Linked DNA regions of Cricetulus griseus: region 1 is linked to region 2. A link is a contact called in public Hi-C data. All regions are on one chromosome and are shown on one strand. Each heading gives the region's core, a stretch centred on a gene start, on an enhancer-like site or on the middle of the called end of the contact. The rest is flanking DNA. Distances are from core to core; before and after follow the strand shown. Region 1 has its middle 62 kb from the start of Ier5. Region 2 overlaps Kiaa1614.

What was found. Hi-C and Micro-C count contacts between places; a contact is called where the count stands out from the background.
Region 1: a contact with region 2 is called in a Hi-C map of the CHO-K1 cell line, with 5 times the contacts expected there. The contact joins two enhancer-like sites. A contact is called at or near these places in 3 of 8 Hi-C or Micro-C datasets (the CHO-K1 cell line and fibroblasts).

The regions. Positions count from the first base shown.
Region 1 is chr5:36,717,165-36,721,114 of CriGri-PICRH-1.0, forward strand. No RefSeq gene overlaps it. Among named protein-coding and RNA genes, the nearest start is that of Ier5, 62 kb to the left of the region's middle. Within about 2 kb of position 1,572, at least 2 of the 6 cell types and tissues checked have open chromatin away from gene starts, as enhancers often do. A contact at or near this core is called in the CHO-K1 cell line and fibroblasts, where this site is marked.
Region 2 is chr5:36,534,622-36,538,691 of CriGri-PICRH-1.0, forward strand. Kiaa1614 reads left to right here. Exons shown (of 10, transcript XM_027417344.2): 9 at 55-239; 10 at 3,715-4,070. The coding sequence ends at 3,908. Among named protein-coding and RNA genes, the nearest start is that of Kiaa1614, 29 kb to the left of the region's middle. Within about 2 kb of position 2,045, at least 2 of the 6 cell types and tissues checked have open chromatin away from gene starts, as enhancers often do. A contact at or near this core is called in the CHO-K1 cell line and fibroblasts, where this site is marked.

The DNA of each region.
Region 1 (3,950 bases), core at 322-2,821, 180 kb after region 2:
AGTCAGACATCTCTTTAAGTGAGCCTGGATTCCTTGCCGCACACTGTGGTTTGACAATTAAAATAGATGAGAACAAGTCTGGAAGCAGGAAAAACTATTAGGTGGTGGTTGCTGACAGAGAATGTGGAGGCTTAGGCTAAGGAAAAGGAGATGGGTTGGAAGAAGTCCAAGGATTTCAAATGCATTATAAGGGTGCAGGATCAGGTCATGGTGGTTGATTATTGAATAAAGAGGTTGAGAGATGGGGAGGAGTCAAGGATGGGTAGGTATTGGGTCTGGGCAAATGGCTGACTTGGGATACAATTTACCAAGAAGGACCTCTAGCTTCTTAGTTTCCAGAGCAACCATCCTAGCAAGGTTCTTGGCATATAGAAAGCATGCAGCAAATACCTATTGAGTGGGGAATGAACTGATGGACCCATCTTCCAGCAAGAGAGGCAGTAACAATCTAGACGGCTGCAAAAGAGCAGCCTGGGCTCAAACACTGTTATCTACTTCAAAAGTGGCCACAAGTGAGCTCATCCATCTTCAGCAACTGGACATTCTCAGTAGTGGGATAATTCCCAGTTTTTTTTTTGTTTGTTTGTTTGGTTTTTTTGTTTAGTTTTAGAATGTGCCTGTGCATGGGAAGGGAGGGATCTATGTAAGCTATGAATTTTACTGTTCATTTGAAAACTAACCACACACAGTTCTTTCCTGGAGAGACTGGGAAGGGAATTTATTTGTGCTTAGAATCAAATTGGTACTTGATTCAGACATGAAGTGTCCCACCAAAAGAGTTGTTGGTACCCAGCTGGCAATGCAACTGAGAAGTGATTGTACCATCAATGGGACAATGCACTGGGTTATTAGGATGTGGGGCTTGGTTGGAAGAAGTGTTATCATAGGGTATGATGGAGACATCTTTGAAGAGTATATCTTGCCCCTGGTTCCTTCCTGTCTGTCCTTTTTTCCTATCCACAGAAGGTAAAAACATTTTCTTTGCCCAGTCCTTTTACCATATGTTTCTGCTTTGCCACAGACCTAAAAGCCACTGGGCCACCCAGACATGACACCTGAGACCCTTTCTCTTCTACTATGTCCTGGTTGCATCATGATAGTCCAAGGCCTGGTGCCCACTTCCCCCTGAGGCTGCTCTGAGCTCTGCATCCCAGCAGGATCTCCCTTTCCCTTCCACATGCTGTGCCTTCACCCTGTATAGATCATATTTTGTTTTGTCGTGTGAGCTTTCTGCTATGCTATAGGCATTTCACTTCCTTAAGTAGACTGTAATCTCTTTCAGAGCAGAGACTCTCATCTTTGCTCGTTTTTTCCCCTTTGATTTCCCAGTTTTGACTCTTAGCACAGTGCCATTTTTGCAAATAGCATTTACCAAAAAAACCAGCACACACACACACACACACACACACACACACACACACACACACACACACACACACACACCACGGATATTGCTTTCTATTTTGCCTCCTAAAAATTGCCCTGTAGTTATGAGCTGAACTTAGCCTACATGAGGTTGTAACAGCGTGTTTATCCTTTGGTTGCGTTTATCTAGCAACCCCAAAGTGACTCACATCCCTGAATGAGAACCACAGCCTTATAAGGAACACTGCTCAGGGTACTAACTCCAAGGAACCTGTCACCTCTCAAGGCATCTCTGGAACTCTGATTTACATCAACACCAGAGCTGGACTGGCAGAACTTCATGCCTCTTGGGAGGCAGTAATTTTGGCAGCAGGGAAAGTCATCTTGGCTGTGATTGGTAGCTGTGGTCACCTGGATGGGGGCTGAGCGTGGACGATAGTCAGATGGGCATCTCTAGTGTGCCAGGTACTTTGTACTTACTGCCTTAATCTTAATCTTGTCTCTGGAGCATTCGGGACCAGAGAGGCATTGGTGTATTCCTTTAATCTCAACATGGCAGGCAGAGATGAGTTTCAGCCCAGCCAGGGCTACACAATGAGACTCTGTCTTGAAAAAGAACCAGGCAGGATGGACCTATCTGTACCTCACAGGGATGAAGGGCATAGATGTTTTATCTAAAAACCATAAAGCCAAGAACAGTGGCATTTGAATTGGTGGGGGAAGGGAATACAGGGAGAATGTAGAAACCCCAGGGTGAAATCTGGGGTGATGACTCAGATCCTGCAGTTTAGACAAGTACAAGCATCCAGGGGAGGCCAAGCCTAGCACACTGGGGACCCGTGAGCAGGGTGAAGATGGTCACAGAAATCCCCAAACAAAGGAATTCCCTTTATGCTTTTAATCACTCTAGTCATATCCACTAAGCATTCAAACTCATTCTAGAAAACTCCAGACATACAAAGAGCAAAGAGAGCATCTGTGAATGTCCCTGTCCTCCTCCAGGTCTCAAGGTTTGCAGAGATGAGGCCACCAAGCAGATCAGTGCACACAGGGCTATTTATAAAGCTTGCTCCTTCCTCCCACCCACTCCCCTCTCTGCTAGGCTAGAGAGAGGCCTTCAGCCAGGACATTCCCTTGCAGCCTACTCCCGCTGCTATATAAAGAAAGCCTGCTCTTCTCAGGGCTGGATCAGAACGTCCCTTATCTCTTTGCGGCAGGACTCTGATAGTCTGCCCCATTGGCAGGTGCTCTGAGATCTCTGGCTGCTGCTATCAGGCCCTCCAGCCCCTATGTGGTTGTCTTTTCTGGTTCCGACTGAAACTTGGCCAGCATCACTCACCGAAACCTCAAATATAGGAAGTTGTTTGCCTGTTTCCTTAGAGGATAGGTGCCAGGCAGCCAAGGTAAACTTAACGGGCTTGGCAAAGATGACAAGTGTGTCCAGCACATGTAGGCTACATGGTCAGGACTGATGAACTCTCACAGTTCATGATGTCCTCTTGCTGAAGCAGCTGTCCCAATTCCCTGTTCTTTCAGTCCCCACCTCCATCTCTCTGGCTTTTCTCTTCATTAGCACTTGGCTCGGGGTCCTCAGTACCCATATGGTTTCTACAGGCAAAGACCTTACATGGCTGGTAGCCTACCGTATCATGGTTCCAGAATCCTGGGATGGACTTTTCCATTCCCAGTGAGTGGACCAGAACAGACACACTTACTTTGTCTGGAATTTTTTAATTTTTTTTTATTTTTTTTGCCAAGGGAGGCAGAATGATCTTATCGGAGCAAGTTAGGGCAGAGGAGAGGCAGGGGAGCATCCAGAGAAGATGTGCAGGTTTTAAATCAGACTGAGGGCCTGTGCAAAGTCCTAGCTTCTCTTATATTTTTGGTTGTGAGCCTAGTCTTTAACGGCTGAGCCATCTCTCCAGCCCATAAAGTCCTTGCTTCTCTACTGAAGAGGAAGTGTGATCTTAAGCAAGTTATGTAAGCCCTTCGAGGCTCAGTTCTATCATCTTTAAAATATAGAATGTGACATTTCTATCTTAGGACTGATGCAAAAATTAAGAGGACATGTATAAAGTGCTGGAAGCATGTACTGAATGGAACCACATAGTTACTAAACTATTATCATAATGGTTCTTGTAGCCATTTGGATGGGAGAGGGACAGAGGCTTCTCTTAGAGTGAAAATTCAGTAGAATATATATATTTTTAAAATCTTAGTTTAAAAACCAAAACAAACCCACAAAAGTCTTTCTAAGCAAACAGTGCCTGCTTCCATTGAGGTTTTAATGGTGTTTTCAAGAGCTGAGAGAATCCTTCCAAAGCAACTTCTGGGTTTTGAATTGGGCCTGGTCTGCCTTTGTACTGGCTTTTGGAGAAGCTGATCAGCCTCATCTGAATATTCAAGTCTGCACTTACTGCTTGGTCAGAATTTAGTAGTGAAATATCCCTAGTACACTGGACATAAAACTCAATGGCAGAGTACTTATCTAGTATGTATGTGGCTCTAAATTTAATCTTTAGTACCAACACACACACACACACACACACACACACACACACACACACACACACACACACACACAC
Region 2 (4,070 bases), core at 795-3,294:
AAGAGCTGGCCCTGGTGCCTGGCCCCACCCTTACTGTCCTTGGTCTCCTTGTAGGCCAGCCAAGGCCTTTCCCCATCGTGCCCTCAGTGTGGAAGATGTGAGTGCTCCTGGCCTGGCTCGCACTGTGGGCCGTGTGGTGGAGGTGTTCCCAGATGGCACAAGTCAGCTACAGCTGCAACGACCCCCAGAGGGAACTTTTGGTTTCTGTGTGGCCTACGGCAATGGCCGTCGAGACTCAGGTATGCCCTTGGAATCCTCAGCAGAGTCCCTGAGGTGTGGTCAGGTTCCTTCAGGGCTTTGGCTGAGCAATGGAGAAAAGCTTCCTTCTTCCCTCCAGAAGCTCTTACTGGGCATTGGATCTCAGGAGCCCCTGCTGCTGTAGGGGTTGAACCGGCAGACTTGACTGCACTGCCCCCCTGCTGCCCTGTGACATCTTGAAATCAGAGTCCTCAAGGCTTTTTCAGAGAGGCAAAGGAAAACTGTCTGTGCTTGCCAGTTCTCGGCTATTCCTTTGATGTGGTTGATGTATTTCCACAGTCCCGTCCTCCAGATGCTGGTGTGTCTGGGCATGTGGAGTGGGCCTGCCTGTCTGCAATCCTGTCCACACCCCCCTCACCAGCTCCTGAGGGCTTTGTTCAGATGGATTCTGGCTCCAGGGGCCTGGTCGGGTTGCCTGTTGTGTCCTAATTCAATCCCACGGTCACTGAATTCTGACCAGTTCTTGGTCCCTCTACATCTATGGGTCCTTTGTGGCGACCTGACTTGTCCAGGCCAAAGCTTATGGTCCAGAATGCATTGGAGTACAAGAGACCTTGAAAGCTTTGCACAGGCTATGCTGAGTGGGAAAGATTGGGAGGTATGCTGAGGGAGAGCAGGCAGAGGAAGAGAGGGAGGGGTGACTTTGGAAAGGCAAGCCTGGGCCGTGCTCCTGGGCCCCGAAGAGGAGGGGTGGTCCCACTCTTGAGTCTCCAAGGTCAAGGCTGTTTAACGGAGAAAGCCCTCCTGCTGTGGTTTTTTTCATGACATGAAAGAGGACATGAGAGAGGACATGGGGACATGAGCATGTGTCCTCGTCCCGGACTTGTTCATCACTCAGCATCTTCCAGGTGCCTACTCCTATGTACTGTGGGGTTACAGCACCCACAGAGCACACAGACCTCTGACCTCACGAGCTAGGGTGCTGGGCCAGCCCTACAACTTTACTTCAGATATTTTGTATTATAGATGTGCCATAGTGAAAAGCACCAGGAAGCAAATGTAAATAAAGCAGGTATGGCAGGTGCCATGCAGACCCACTCTCGAAGACATGAGTGGAGATGGGGCAAAGAAGGGAGGAGCCACCTGGGGTTGGGAGATGAGTTTCAAGGACAAAAATCCTAAAGGGCCATGATGTTTGTCTGTAGGGAAATGAGGAGGTCAGGCTGTGCTGTCCTGAGGGACTTGGGGTTTCACACTGAGTAGGACAGGAGCCATCTACTGGGAGAGAGTTTAGAGCCGAGGGGTGATACCAGCTATGTTGAGATTACACAGTGGGACAAGGACAGGCACTACACTGATTTCCATAGTCCAGGAGCAGACAAAATAACAGGTGGCTTTAATCTGGCTGGTTGGCTGGTTTGCAGTTAGTGTGACCTGAACTTCTTAGGGACAGAGAGAGAGAGAGAGAGAGAGAGAGAGAGAGAGAGAGAGAGAGAGAGAGAGAGAGAGAAAGAGAACCAGTTTGGGCCTAGGAAGAGTCACATGTCAGTGCACACAGGGAACAACTGACATTTGGGGAAACAGTGTCATCCAGGCTGTCTCCGTGTCCCTTAGCTCTTGTGGCTGTATTTAGCCACCAGATGTCACCCAGGGATCTCACACTAGACAGTGTGATGGCTGAGGCTGTTTCCACCACAGGCCTTCCTCTAACTGCTTAGGGACACTTCCCCTGAACCTCAGAGGAGCCATGGCCCGGGGCTTCTCTGGCTCCTTGCTAAGCATCAGTCAGGGTGCCAGCATGTGTCCCATCTGACACCACACCCACGAAAACAGCAGGCCCTGCCTTCTGCTTCTAACTGGCTACACCACAGGCATCTAGCATCCTCAACAAAGGCTGTCTCCAGCAGACCATAAATGCCAGAGCTGCCTTGCAGTCACGATTTCAGCTGGGAAGCCTACCCAAATCTCCCCAAAAGGGCTGGAGTGACGTCAGTGTCTGGTCTGGCTTGGCTACATTCTTTTGGGTTTTGTCATCCCTCCCCACCTGCCTCTCCTCCAGCACACCAAACACTTCTGTGGGTTCATGTGGGGAGGTGGGGGTGGCTTCCTCACTCCATGCTGACAGTGTGTACACCCAGCAGGTAAGCTATACAAGCATCAGAGAAAGGAGAGCAAAGATAGGGCAGGGCCCCAGTGGAAAAGCCTTCTGCTAAAGGATGATGCATACTTGATCATTTCGAGACTGGAAAGACTTATCTTGGCCAAGAAGCACAGAAAGGGTTATCCACGCCCCAGACAGAGAGGACATGTGTATGCAGCTCAGACTGGCCAAATGGCTGCAAACTTTTAGGTGCCTTGGTGAAGGAGTTGTAGAGTTCATATTCAGAGCCTGGGTTCTCTGGGGCCCAGAGGCTGTAATGAAGGGGCTCCTCCTGGTCCATGGGCCAAGGTACCACTTTGCACAGTCTATGATGCTTCAAGATAGAGATGGAAGCACCAGAACAGACATCTTGCCCAGTCTGTGCTGAGCCCTTGACTAAAGGCCATGGAGAACCTATCATGTGGGTACTTGCTGTGTTTCTCAGCTGGGGAAGGTCAAGACTGTGCCCTGCTGTCGCCAAATCCCACTATTGTCAGATGCAGGAAAGTCACCCACTAAGGCTGTCCCCCACTGTCCTCCAGCAGGCTGGCTATGCTCACACAGCAGAACATGGTAGTAGGCTCCAGCTTTCTCCAGGGGAACCTACCCATGTACCCTGTCTGGCAGAGAACTTGAGAGGTATCAGGCTCTCAGCTGGACACCTCTGTGCTGTGGCAGCAGTGGCTGGAGTCAGCCCAAGCATCCATAGCCTCTCCGACAACATGGGTTTCCTGAGAGCCAGCCACAAGTCCCCTGACAGAGGCTTGATCTGTACATTTCACAACCCAAGGAATGATCATGCTGGCTAGGCTGAGCCTCTTGGGGTGGCAGAGATGGAAAGGTACAAGAAAAAGGGACAAGCAAGCCATAAATGTGGGCAGAATGTTTATTTTTCCTGGACTTTGGCCTCGATGCTCCCAAATCCCAAGTGAGGGACAGTATGAGTGAGGCTGAGGCCAGGATAAGTCCTGGAGTACTGTGAAGCAGATTTGGCCTCAGCCACTTCTCTGTCCCCCACCCTGGCCTTTGGGCTGAGCCTGGGTCCTTTGAGCCGTCGACTATATCTATTTGAGTCCTGAGCAACATAGGTAGGACATAGAGCAGGCATTGGTCTTCCTTTTTAAAATGACTTCCTCTCTCTGCTAAAAGCTGCTATCAGAAAAGGGTAGGCTAGTTTATTCTTATTAAACTGTAGATGAATAATGTCTCCAAGCATCATTTACATGGAGTTTCCTGTTCTAAAAGCGGCTACAGAGAATGCATCGGGAGGTGGGGAGGAGGAACACATGACATGCTTCTCTGAAGCCAGTTTGTGAGGGGTGTGAGTCACGGTGTCCTGGATGATTCCTCATCCCCGCTCCTCTTCTCCTTTGCAGGGCTCTACGTGCAGGCCATGGCTGACCTGGATACTGCCAAGCTGTACTCGGGGCTGCTTGGGGTGGGGGATGAGATCCTGGAGCTGAACGGCGCCAAGGTTTCAGGGCTGGGTTTGGCTCACATCAAGGAGCTCCTGGCGCATGTGGAGAGCTTGTCGGTTCGTGTCTTGAGACAGAGACCTGTTCCCCGGTGACCCAGATGCACTGGTACTCTCACTGACACTCCCTTAGAAGCCCCGACCCCCACACAGCAGAAGGGGCTGGAATACACCACTCAGATAATTTGTGGATGGAAAATGCAGTTCACAGACCAGGGTGGCATCTAGTTGTACGGGCTGTGGCAGAGCTGTTTTGAT